Regions from separate parts of the Oryctolagus cuniculus genome. Here region 1 is linked to region 2. The links are chromatin contacts, called in public Hi-C maps. All regions are on one chromosome and are shown on one strand. Each heading gives the region's core, a stretch centred on a gene start, on an enhancer-like site or on the middle of the called end of the contact. The rest is flanking DNA. Distances are from core to core; before and after follow the strand shown. Region 1 overlaps ABL1 (ABL proto-oncogene 1, non-receptor tyrosine kinase). Region 2 overlaps ABL1 (ABL proto-oncogene 1, non-receptor tyrosine kinase).

Region 1 (5,959 bases), core at 393-2,892, 78 kb after region 2:
GAGAGCTCCCGTTGGCAGGTGCACTCCCCAGATGCCACAACAGACAGGCTGAAGCCTGGAGTCAGGCTCTCAGCCCAGGTCCCCCAGGTCGCTGGCAGGGACTCAGCGCTGAAGCCGGCATCACTGCCTCTCAGGGGCTGCAGGAGCAGGAACTGGAGCCGGCCGTGTGCAGGTCAGGGCTGTTCTCCCAGAGTGGAGGCCTGACGGTTCTGCACCCTGGGAGCCGCCCTGCCGTCACCCTGCTCCCGGCATTCCAGGGTGGGGTCGGGTGGCTTCACTGCCAGGCCAGATGCCTGCCCCAGAGCAGCACGTGTTTAAGGGGTCACTAAAGAAGCACTCTCACAGATTCATTGCTAAAAAGACGATTTCGGTGTGATTGCTTTCCTTTGCAATCCTCTGTGTGGTATTTATGCATCATAAGCTTTATCCTGAGGCGTCCCTGGGCATTACCTGCCTGGAGGGGTCCCTGTGCAGTCCAGGGAAGCCCACCTCCGTGTGTCCTCAGTGTGTCCGGCCGGCCTTAGGTCCCTGGTTAGACCTCTTCTCTCGCGTGGACTGTCCTGCCAGGGTCCCTCCCTTCCTCACCCCAGGGAGCTCCCCCTCGGTCTGTGGGGTCCTAACACATCCACCCATCCACGGACCACGTAGTGTTGTAACTGTGTCTCCCATAAGGCTCTCTGCTTGTTACCGCCCTGCTCCCCAGCAGCCAGCACCGTGCTGTAGGGCGCTGGGGAAATCTTGGTCCTCATGGGAAGCTAATGCAAAGGCTGTGTTTAGGGAAGCTTTTTTTTTTTTTTTAAATAATAATCTTTGTAACCACTGTGTCTAAAGGTGTAAATGACAAAATAAAGGACCGTGTAGGATATAGATAAAAAAAAAAAGAGTTTCATTAAGTTCAAGTTGTGGGAAACAATACTTCTCCTCCACACTCATATTGTAAAAAGCTGTGTGGAACTGTTGTAAGTGTCTTGAGAGTGGTCCCAGTGTGACCTCATCAGCTGGAGCCCTTCCTCTGCAGAGGAATCTGTTTTGTAGATTTTTAAATGGCAGAGATTCCTTGAATGGGAGGGCAGTAGAGACGGAGCCACCAAGGAAGTAAGCGGAAAGCGACAAAGGCCTGGATGACGGAACGTGAGCAGAGGCAGGAGTGCTGTCCCCTCTGCTCCCCTGCCCCTCCCCGACCCTGAATGTCTGAGAGCTTTCCAGAGAGCCCCCAGTGCACTCCAGTGCTGCCTGGCTGGGCCCCGTGCACTCTGCCTTGGGCCCAGGTGCCGGCAGGCGGCAGGCGAAGTCTCCCCGCCCCTGGGGGCTGTGCGGTGCCGGCCCCTGGGGTTGAGCCTGTCTGCCCTCGCTGTCTGTCTGTGTGCAGTGCAGCAGCAGCCCCTGGAGATCGACCAGGTCGCTGTTATCAGAGGATCTTGCATAAACATTTTTGTTCACTGACTCACAACTTTGAGAAGCGATATTTTTATATAAAACGATCTTTAAATTGTGTTTTGAAGACCCAGACTGTTCCTAGAATACTATCCAAACAAGTTAATCACACTCCGATCCGGTGAATTCTGTGGCATGGTTCTTACCGAGTTTTCAAACATCTGGTACTGCCGTAGCTGGGGCCAAGGCTCTCTAGGAGAGTGGACGGCATTTCTCAGGTGTCACTGTGGTTGGAGCTCAGCCGGTGCCCGACTGGCTACTTACAGGCTTTCCCCGAGTTTGGCTGGTGGGTAGGAGCCTTTTTGTTAACATTATGGAGGAATAACAAACTGGATTTAAGGGAGGCAAGAGGCCCTTCTGAAGATTCAAAGCTTAAAGATGTTTAAAATATAATTCAGAAGGGGACGCTGCAGGAAATGCTCCTTAGAAAATGTGAGTGTGGCAGCAGACACCAGTCTGTTCCCACGACCCGACGGACGGAAGGGAAGCTGTGTTGGGTGTTCTTTCTGGACAAAGCCGCTGGTCTCCGTGGGGGTCCAACTTCCTGACAGTGGGACCGACAAGGAAGGTGTCCGCGCACTCTGCGGCTCTGGCCCTGTGCGCTGGGACCGCTTCTCAGGCTGACGAGCACGGTTCACTGTGAAGTGAAGCAAGTCACTTGGCGTCCGTGCGTCGTGAGTCAGCTTTGACATCAGCCTGGACTGGGAATTGACTGGGAAGTTTGGTGTTGGATGTGGTGCATTTCAGTGTCTCGATCCAGAGGCCTGCATGAGCAATACTTCCCTTTGGGCTTTGGCCATTAATTTGTGCAACAGAGCAAGAACTGGGGAGGAAAATCCAGAGAGTGCCTTGGATGGCCCCACGTCCTGTTGAATCAGAAAGCAGTGGGAGGCCCTTTCCTTCCCGACAAAGGCCTATCCCCTTGCATCAAATTCCCACCATCTGTCCGGTGGTGTTAGGGACAGCCCCAACTTTAACCCACACTTCCAACGGATAGTCACCTCTGGGCGGGTAGCCGCGCTCTGCCTACTCCAGGTGTTTGCCAGGCCACTTCCCCGATTATGTAACTTTGATCAAATCCAGATGCTGCAGAATGTTTGATAGAAGAGGTCAAAGGGCGTTTGGGAAGAAAAGCTTTTCTGTATTCATGCCTTGAGTTTAATTTCCTGTGTGCCCCTGGTCTGCCGAGTTACATACTCAGAGCCGTGAGGTTGAGACACAGAGGGAAGTGCACAGATATCTTTGCAAACACCCCCGCCCCACCCAGTATAATCTTACATGTTAAATGATCAATTATGTAAGCATCAGGAGCCGGTGGGTATTGTGGGATGGAAGTCACCATCTTCCACACAGGTGTCCCACATCAGAGTGCCAAGGTCTGCTTCTGGTCCAGCTCCCTGCTAATGCACCCAGGAAGGCACTGGTAGATGACCCAAGTGCTTGGGCCCCCATCACCCACATGGGAGACCCAGGCAGAGTTCCTGGCTCTTGCCTTTGGCCTTGTCCAGACCTCACTGTTACAGCCATTTGGGGAGTGAACTAACAGATGGAAGATCTGTCTCTCTCACTCGCTCTCTGTTGATCGATCTGCTTATCAAATAAGGAACCTTTTTTTTAAAAAGTATGAGATCTGGTATTGTGCCACAGTACTTATGCTACTGCCTTCGACACTGGCATCCCATATGGGCATGGGTTCAAGTCCTGGCTGCTCCATGTCCGATCCAGCTCCCTGCCAAAGCAGCAGAAGATGGTCCAAGTGTTTGGGTGCCTGCCACCCATGTAGGGGAGCTGGTGGAGTTCCAGGCTCCTGGCTTTGGCCTGGCCCAGCCCTGCTGCTGTGGCCGTTTGGTGAGTGAGCCAGCGGATGAAAGATATCTGTCTCTCTCTCCCCCACTCTGTCTGTAACTCAGCCTCTCAAATAAATAAATGTATTTTTTTTTAAAAATTGTCAGTATCAGTTGGCTTTTATTTATGATGTCTTTCTTATTTTATTTATTTTTTATTTTTATTTTTTGACAGGCAGAGTGGACAGTGAGAGAGACAGAGAGAAAGGTCTTCCTTTGCTGTTGGTTCACCCTCCAATGGCCGCCGCGGCCGGTGCACTGCAGCCGGCGCAGCGCGCTGATCCAGTGGCAGGAGCCAGGAACTTATCCTGGTCTCCCATGGGGTGCAGGGCCCAAGCACTTGGGCCATCCTCCACTGCACTCCCGGGCCACAGCAGAGAGCTGGCCTGGAAGAGGGGCAACCAGGACAGAATCCGGCGCCCCAATCGGGACTAGAACCTGGTGTGCCGGCACCGCAAGGCGGAGGATTAGCCTATTGAGCCGCGGCGCCGGCCATGATGTCTTTCTATTTTTGTAATGGTGTTCTGATTTTAAAAATATCCCATGGTCTTTTAAAATTTTTATTATTTATTTTATTCACTTGAAAGATAGAGATAGACAGATTTCCTGTTGACTGATTCACTCCCAGATGCCCACAATGGCCAGGGCTGGTTCAGGCTGAGCTGGGAGCCGGAGCCATCACCTGCTCCCTCCCAAGGTCTGCATTAGCCTGGAACTGGGATTAGGAACAGGGTGTGAATGTGTTAATCCGCATCTGGGCTAAATGCTGGGCCTCATTTTTCATAATTATTATGAGGAATATGCAGCAGTCTAGAAAAGTGTAAAGAAAACTAAAAATGCTTTTAATCCAACCGTCCTGAGTTAACTGTTGTTCAGTTTGGTATAGTTCCTTCTGGTCTTTTTTTCAATTTTTATAAAATTGGATTCATGCTGTGTATATTGGATTGTAATATATCATGAATACAACCCTAAGTCATTGAATATTTTCTCCAAAAGTATTTTAAATAGCTTTTTAAATGTATTCTATTTTATGTAGGGAGCGTAAACTTATTTATCATGTATTGATGGGTGCTTTACGCTTTTCCTTTTCTCTGCTGTCATTTAAAATCGGTGTATACAAATCAGTATGTGGCTGTCTTAGAATCAATTCCTAGAGGTAAATCACAGAATATGAAATTCTTTCAAGAGTCCTGATTCGTATTCCAGATGTACCCCCGTCAGCATTGTCGGTTCCATTAAAGTCTGATCTACTCTGGCTGTCAGTGTCAAGAACGGGTATCTGTCAGTTTGACAGAGAATTTGCATTTGATTACTAGCAAGGGTTGACACACTGTCCACGTCTAATGCCAGCTTTTACTCTCTGTGGATTGCTTGTTTGTGGTTTTTGTCCATTTTCCTCCTAGTGGAGGGACTTACCTTTTTCTTACTGGTGCAGGAGAGCCCTTTATGTTAAGAACCCTTTACCAGAAGTGTCATGAGATGTGACCGGCTTCCAGCCAACAACCTGCCCCCCTGGCAGAGGCACAGGAGACAAGGCAGCTTCCACTGCCCACCAAGGGCCAGTTGTGTTGGTTTCCAAGCCTGTTTGTCACAGATATTCATCAATTCTAATTACTTGGTTACTATGAAGCCAGTGAAATACAAGTGTGAAGACAGAATTGTGTCTGTGATGGTGCCACTGAATTAGATGTAAGACAACCATAAACAATTGGAATTGGACTGTAGAAAGCTAGAAATGTCCCCAGTGGGATTGCATGGCGAATGGCTCCGGGTTCTCCCTCTGCCCGCGGGAGATTGAAGCTGGAGCGAGATGATTCGTTATAGGTGGGACTTAGAGGAGACGTCAGTCATGTGCTCACACCGAGCAGGGCCGTCCTTGACCCTGCAGTCAAGAGTCACAGACCAGCGTCTCCTAGCTAGGGTGGGCATCACAAAGGGTTTAAAAATAAATAACTCCCGATTTAACCAGCTTTTATTGTTTTAACTTGGTGGATCAGTTCCTGATCATGATGGTGCTAAGTGTACTTCTGTCTGTCTCTGTCTGTCTGTCTCTCTCTCCCCTTGCCCCTTCCTCCCTCCCCCTCCTTTACTCCCTCTCCCTCTTCTTTCTCTCTTGGTTCACCTCCTGAATGCCCTCAGTGGCTGGGGCTGGGAGTGGCCTGAGATAGGAACCTGGCACGAAATCCAGGTTTCCCTTGCATGGACCAGAACCCAATTACTTGGGCCGTCATGGCTGTCCTCAGGATCCGCATTAGTAGGAAGAGGAGTCAGGAGCTGGATCCCACAGTCAGACCCAGGTTCTCCTTACCTGCTCCACAGCGCTGAGCCCTGCCCGCACCAGTGTGGAGGTGGGTGCCTCACCTGCTCCGCGGCGCTGAGCCCTGCCCACAGTAGTGTGGAGGTGGGCGCCTCACCTGCTCCTTGGTGCTGAGCCCTGCCCGCACCAGTGTGGAGGTGGGCACCTCACCTGCTCTGCTGCATTGAGCCCTGCCCACACCAGTGTGGAGGTGGGCACCTCACCTGCTCTGCTGCACTGAGCCCTGCCCGCACCAGTGTGGAGGTGGGTGCCTCACCTGCTCCGCGGCGCTGAGCCCTGCCCACAGTAGTGTGGAGGTGGGCGCCTCACCTGCTCCGCGGCGCTGAGCCCTGCCCACACCAGTGTGGAGGTGGGCGCCTCACCT
Region 2 (5,647 bases), core at 2,075-4,574:
TATTAGAACAAGAAGGAGAGTACAAGCAAGGAACTCTGATACACTGCTTTCATTAACTCTCCTTTTATGTTTTTGTTTTAGTTTTTTGTTTTGTTTTGTTTTGTTTTGACAGGCAGAGTGGAGAGAGAGAGAGAGAGAGAGAGAGAGAAAGAAAGGTCTTCCTTTTCTGTTGGTTCACCCCCCAATGGCCGCTGTGGCCGACACACCACGCTGATCCGAAGGCAGGAGCCAGGTGCTTCCTCCTGGTCTCCCATGAGGGCGCAGGGCCCAAGCACTTGGACCATCCTCCACTGCCTTCCCGGGCCACAGCAGAGAGCTGGAGTGGAAGAGGAGCAACCGGGACTAGAACCGGCACCCATATGGGATGCCAGCGCCGCAGGCAGAGGATTAACCTACTGCGCCACAGCGCCGGCCCCTTTATGTTTGTTTTTTAAAGCTTGATTGATTGATTTGAAAGGTAGAGTTACACAGAGAGAGATCATCCATCCATTGGTTCACTCCCCAAATGGCCACAGGGGCCCAGGGACATGGGCCGGCATTATAGGCCACGGTTTAACCCGCTGTGCCATAGCACCGGCCCCCTTTTAATGTTTTTTAAAAGTGAAATGTTACGGGGCCAGCACCGTGGCTCACTTGGCTAATTCTCTGCCTGCAGCGCCAGCATCCCATATGGGCGCCAGGTTCTAGTCCTGGTTGCTCCTCTTCCAGTCCAGCTCTCTGCTGTGGCCCGGGAGGTCAGTGGAGGACAGTCCAAGTGCTTGGGCCCTGCGCCCACATGGGAGACCAGGAAGAAGCTCCTGGCTTCGGATCAGCGCAGCGCCAGCCGTGGCAGCCATTTGGGGGGTGAACCAGCGGAAGGAAGACCTTTCTCTCTGTCTCTGTCTCTCTCTCTCACTGTCTATAACTCTACCTGTCAAATAAAAAAAAAAAAAAAGAAAAGAAAAGAAAAAGAAAAAGTGAAACATTACCAAGCCAGAAGCCTTGCACCATGATTGAGCACAGAAAGCCACATCTCCGCCCCGTGGCACCGGGCGTCAGTGCACTTCTGCGCTGATCACAGACTCGTTGTTAGTGTGAGTGGAATTCCTCTCGGAAACCGCTTTCATCCTGACGTAGTGGCCTAGCCGGCCATTTCTTCAATTTTTTTAATTAAATATTTATTTATTTATTATTTGGAAGTTATTATTATTTGGAGTTACAGAGAGAGAGGGAGAGACAGAGAGCAAGAGATACCTTCCACCCTTTGGTTTACTCCCCAGGTGGCCACAATGACCAGAGCTGGGCCAGGCTGAAGCCAGAAGCCAGGAGCTTTTTCTGTGTCTCCCACGTGGGCGGCAGGGGCCCAGGGACTTGGGCCATCCGCCCTCCTTTCCCAGGCTGTTTGAAGGGAGCTGGATAGGAAGTGGAGCAGCCAGGACTTGAGCTGCCACCCATGTGGGATGCCAGTGGCTACACCCGCTATACCACAATGCTGGCCCCCAAATTTTGTTCTTTATTATATAGAATTGTTATTTTTTCTATTGTTTTCCACAAATGAAAGTGCTGTTATGTGTATCTCGTAGCTGCCAGGAGTTTGGTGCAGTGGTTAAGGCACTGCGTGGGATGCCTGCGTTCCATGTCAGAGTGCCGAGGTTCAAGTCCCAGCTCTGCTTCCAGTGTGGCTGCCTGCTGATGTGCGCCCAGGAGGCACCAGGTGCTGCCTCACGTACTCGGGTCCCTGACACCCATGAAGGAGACCTGATGGAGTTCCTGGCTTCTGGCTGTGGCAGGCATTTGGGGAGCAAACGGGTGGATGGAAGATCTCTCTGTTTTTCTCTCTCTGTATCTCTGTCTCTGTCTCTGTCTCTCTCTCTCTCTCTCTCTCTGTGTTTGTGTCTCTGTTTCAAATAAAATGAAAAAAAAAAATGGGGTTGGCATGGCATAGGGGGTTTAGCTGCCACTTGTGATACCAGCGAATCAGAGCTCCAGTCCCAGCCCTTTCCACTTCGGTCCAGCACCTGGGAAGCAGCAGAAGGCGGCTCAAGCACTTGGGCCTCTGCACCCGTGTGAGAGACCAGGATGGAGTTCCAGGCTCCTGCCGTGGCCTGGCCCAGCCCTGGCTGTTGGGACTATCTGGGGAGTAAACCAGGTGATAGTCTCTCTCTCTCTCTCTTTCTTTCTCTCTCTCTGTCTCTCCCTCTTTCTGCCCATCCTCCCTCTGTTACTCTGCCTTTCAAACAAATACTCTTTTTTAAGAAAGAAAAAAATGCTCTCATTAGTAAAAAGAAAATTCAGAAGGAGAGAAAGGCCGAGGAAGGAAGCAAACGCCGCCCGCGCCCAGCCCCAGCAGTGCTGCCCTGTCTGGTGAGCTTTCAGGTCAACTTCTGTTTTCTTTCTTTTTTTTTTTCCTCAAAAAAAAAAAATTTTAAGATTATTTTATTTATTTGAAAGACAGAATTACAGACAGAGAGGGAGAGACAGAAAGAGAGACCTTACACTCACTGGTTCCGTCCCCGGATGGCTGCAGTAGTTGGGGCTGGACCAGGCTGAAGCCAGAAGTTTCATCCGGGTCTCCCACGTGGGTGCAGGGCCCCAGGCACTTGGGCCACCCTCCGCTGCTCTCCCAGGTGCATCAGCAGGGAGCTGGGTTGGAAGCGCAGCAGCTGGGACCTGAGCCAGCACTCATGTGGGATGCCAGCATTGCAGGCGGCGGCTTTACCCACTGTGCCATAGCACTGCACCCAGATTTCTGTTTTCACCCACACTTCTCTTGCACAGAATGGTTCCTAGTAAATTTACTGTTGCTCATTTTTCTCCTTAAATTTTTTTTTTAATTTCTTTTCATCTTCTTGAAAGGCGGTGACAGGGAGAGTGAGAGAGAGAATGGGGAAGACGTTCCGTCCGCTGGTTTACTCCCCAGTTGCCCATAGCAGCTAGGGCTGGGCCAGGCTGAACCAGGATCCCCGAACTCCATGTGGGTCTCCCACGTGGGTGGCAGGGATCCAGGCACTTGGGCCGTCATCTGCTGCCTCCCAGGATGCATCAGCAGGCGCTAGATCAGAAGTGGTTAGCTGGGATGTGTGTGTCCCTGGCAGCGGCCTAATCTGCTGTGTCACAACACCTGCCCCCATTTGTCTTTTCAAAACACTTAAGAATATATCGAAAATTTCTTCCATGCCAATAAATGTAAAACTGGGTAATTTTGAAATCTGTCGTGGTGTGCATCAATGTGCGATTTGGGAAAATTTGTTTGTAGTGATTTTCAAGCAGCGTCTACCAAGCAGCACAGCTGTGGGCGCATCCAGCTCAGCACTTCGCAGGGCGCATCCATCCCTCCCTCCGCACTTGCGCAATTTCCTCCCTGCTGATGCTTCCTCTGCTTTTTCATACAGAAACACGAATAAGCTTTCAGGAATGCAAATGAGATCATTTTGCTCCTCAGCTTAAAACCCTTCGGTAGCGTCTCATCCCATGGCCGCTGAAAGCCGAACGCCTAGCCAAGCTCTGGCATCTGCGGGAGCGTCGCGGCACAGCCACACCGCCCCATACGGGGAACGCCCGTTTCAGCCTCAGGACCGTCTTCTAGCTCCCCTGCCCTGAGCATTTAGATGATTGAATTGCTTTTTACTCAGGTCCCAATTCAAGTTGAATTCAAGTGACACGAACCCTTTAATACATGTATATTATGGGGAAATGCAAATTTAGTAAAATATGGAACATGTCACCATAACTCCACCATCTGTTCTTAATATTTGTGATTCTTTTTTTAAAAAAAAAAGATTAATTTTATTTATTTGAAAGAGTTACAGAGAGTGGTAGAGCCAGAGAGAGAGGGGGAGAGAGAGAGAGAGGGAGAGAGAGGCCTTCCATCTGCTGGATCACTCCCCCAGATGACCGCAGCGGCCCGAGCTGAGCTGAGCTGAAGCCAGGAGCTTCTTACAGGTCTCCCACGCAGGTGCATCCACTGCTTTCCAAGGCCACAGCAGAGATCTGGGTTGGAAGAGGAGCAGCCGGGGCTTGAACCGACACCCATATGGGGTGCTGGTGCTGCAGGCTGGCCTTTAACCCACTCCGCCACAGTGCTGACTCCTGTCATTCTGACATAATGCCTGTGGGATGCCAGGTGTATGGGACTGGTGTCTCAGCTGGATACAGCTTTAAAGACAGCCATGGCTCTTGCCCTTGTGAGGTCGCTTGGGCATTTTCCTCTGTGGAGGAGCCTGCATGGTGTGATGGTGGCGAGCTCAGGCTGTAGAATAGGACTAGCAGGATTCAAAAGTCCTGTTTCTTGGAGTAGGCATTTGGGACACCTGCATCCCATGTTGGAGTGCCTGGGTTCAGGTCTCTGCCTCTCCTCCGCCCCCAGCTTTCTGGTGGTGCATCCCTGGGAGGTGGCAATGATAACGGCTCAAGCAGCTGAGTCCCTGCCACTCACATGGGCGTGCTGGATGGTGCTGCCATTATCAAGTTGTGTGATTACAGCTACTTATTCGTACTCTGAGTCCCATAACAAATCACTCAGTAGAGTGGCTTAAAGCAAGAAGCCTGCATTACTTCACTGTGTCTGGATCAGGGATTCAGAAGTGGCTTGGCTGGGTGGCTCCAGCTTGTGATCTTCCGTGAGGTTATAGTCAAGAGGTCAGTCTTCCATTTGCCAGCTCATTCCCCAAATGCCCACAACAGCCAGGACTGGGCCAGGCTGATGCCAGGAGCCAGGAACCCCATCCAGATCTCCCACGTGGGTGGCAGGGACCCACGTACCTGGGCCGTCTTCTGCTTTCCCTGGTTGCACATTAGTAGGAAGCTGAATCCAAAGTAGAGCTGGGACTGCACCCAGGCACTCTGGTAGGACAGCTTAAGCCACTGTGCCACACACAGGCCCCAGAACAGATACTTCTACAGGCATTTGATCCATCGTGCTAGCTGCGCCTTGGAGGGTATAGTATCAAGTGTGTCTTTGTACCTGTCTGGTAACAATGACAGATTAGTATGTATTTCTCTTCCGAGGGAGAAGTGAGAGTCATCTGGTGATACAGAGCCACAATTGGACCTGACAGCACCTGTGTTTCTAGTCTGTTCCTTAGACCCCCCGGCCACCAAGATGTATCTCTGCTTTCTTCTTTGTGCCACGGGTTTAATGCTTTTAACATGGGGCCGGTGCCATGGCATGGTGGGTACAGTTGCTGCCTGCAGTGCCAGCGTCCCATATGGGTGCCAGTTCAAGTCACAGCTGTTCCACTTCTGATTCAGCTCTCTGCTATGGCCTGGGGAAGCAGTAGAGGATGGCTCTAGTCCTTGGGTCCCTGCACCTGCGTGGGAGACCTGGAAGAAGCCCCTGGCTTCTGGCTTTGGATTGGTGCAGCTCCGGCCATTGTGGCCATCTGGGGAGTGAACCAGGGGATGGAAGACCTCTCTCTCTCCCTCTCTCTCTCTCTCTCTCTCTGCCTCTGCATCTCTGTAACTCTGCCTTTCAAATAAATAAACACACCTTTTTTTTTCTTTTCTTTTCTTTTCTTTCTTTTTTTTTCTTTTTTTTTGACAGGCAGAGTGGACAGTGAGAGAGAGAGGCAGAGAGAAAGGTCTTCCTTTACCGTTGGTTCACCCTCCAATGGCCGCTGAGGCCGGTGTGCTGTGGCCAGTGCACCGCGCTGATCCGATGGCAGGAGCC

What was found. Hi-C and Micro-C count contacts between places; a contact is called where the count stands out from the background.
Region 1: a Hi-C map of embryonic fibroblasts shows a contact between it and region 2, with 1.7 times the contacts expected there. The contact joins two enhancer-like sites. A contact is called at or near these places in 5 of 6 Hi-C or Micro-C datasets (ear pinna, embryonic fibroblasts, psoas muscle and 2 more).

Annotation. Positions count from the first base shown.
Region 1 is chr1:233,467,874-233,473,832 of mOryCun1.1, forward strand. The region is part of intron 1 of ABL1 (ABL proto-oncogene 1, non-receptor tyrosine kinase); the gene reads left to right. Among named protein-coding and RNA genes, the nearest start is that of QRFP, 40 kb to the right of the region's middle. Within about 2 kb of position 1,643, at least 4 of the 8 cell types and tissues checked have an H3K27ac peak or open chromatin away from gene starts, as enhancers often do.
Region 2 is chr1:233,388,252-233,393,898 of mOryCun1.1, forward strand. The region is part of intron 1 of ABL1 (ABL proto-oncogene 1, non-receptor tyrosine kinase); the gene reads left to right. Among named protein-coding and RNA genes, the nearest start is that of ABL1, 34 kb to the left of the region's middle. Within about 2 kb of position 3,325, at least 2 of the 8 cell types and tissues checked have an H3K27ac peak or open chromatin away from gene starts, as enhancers often do.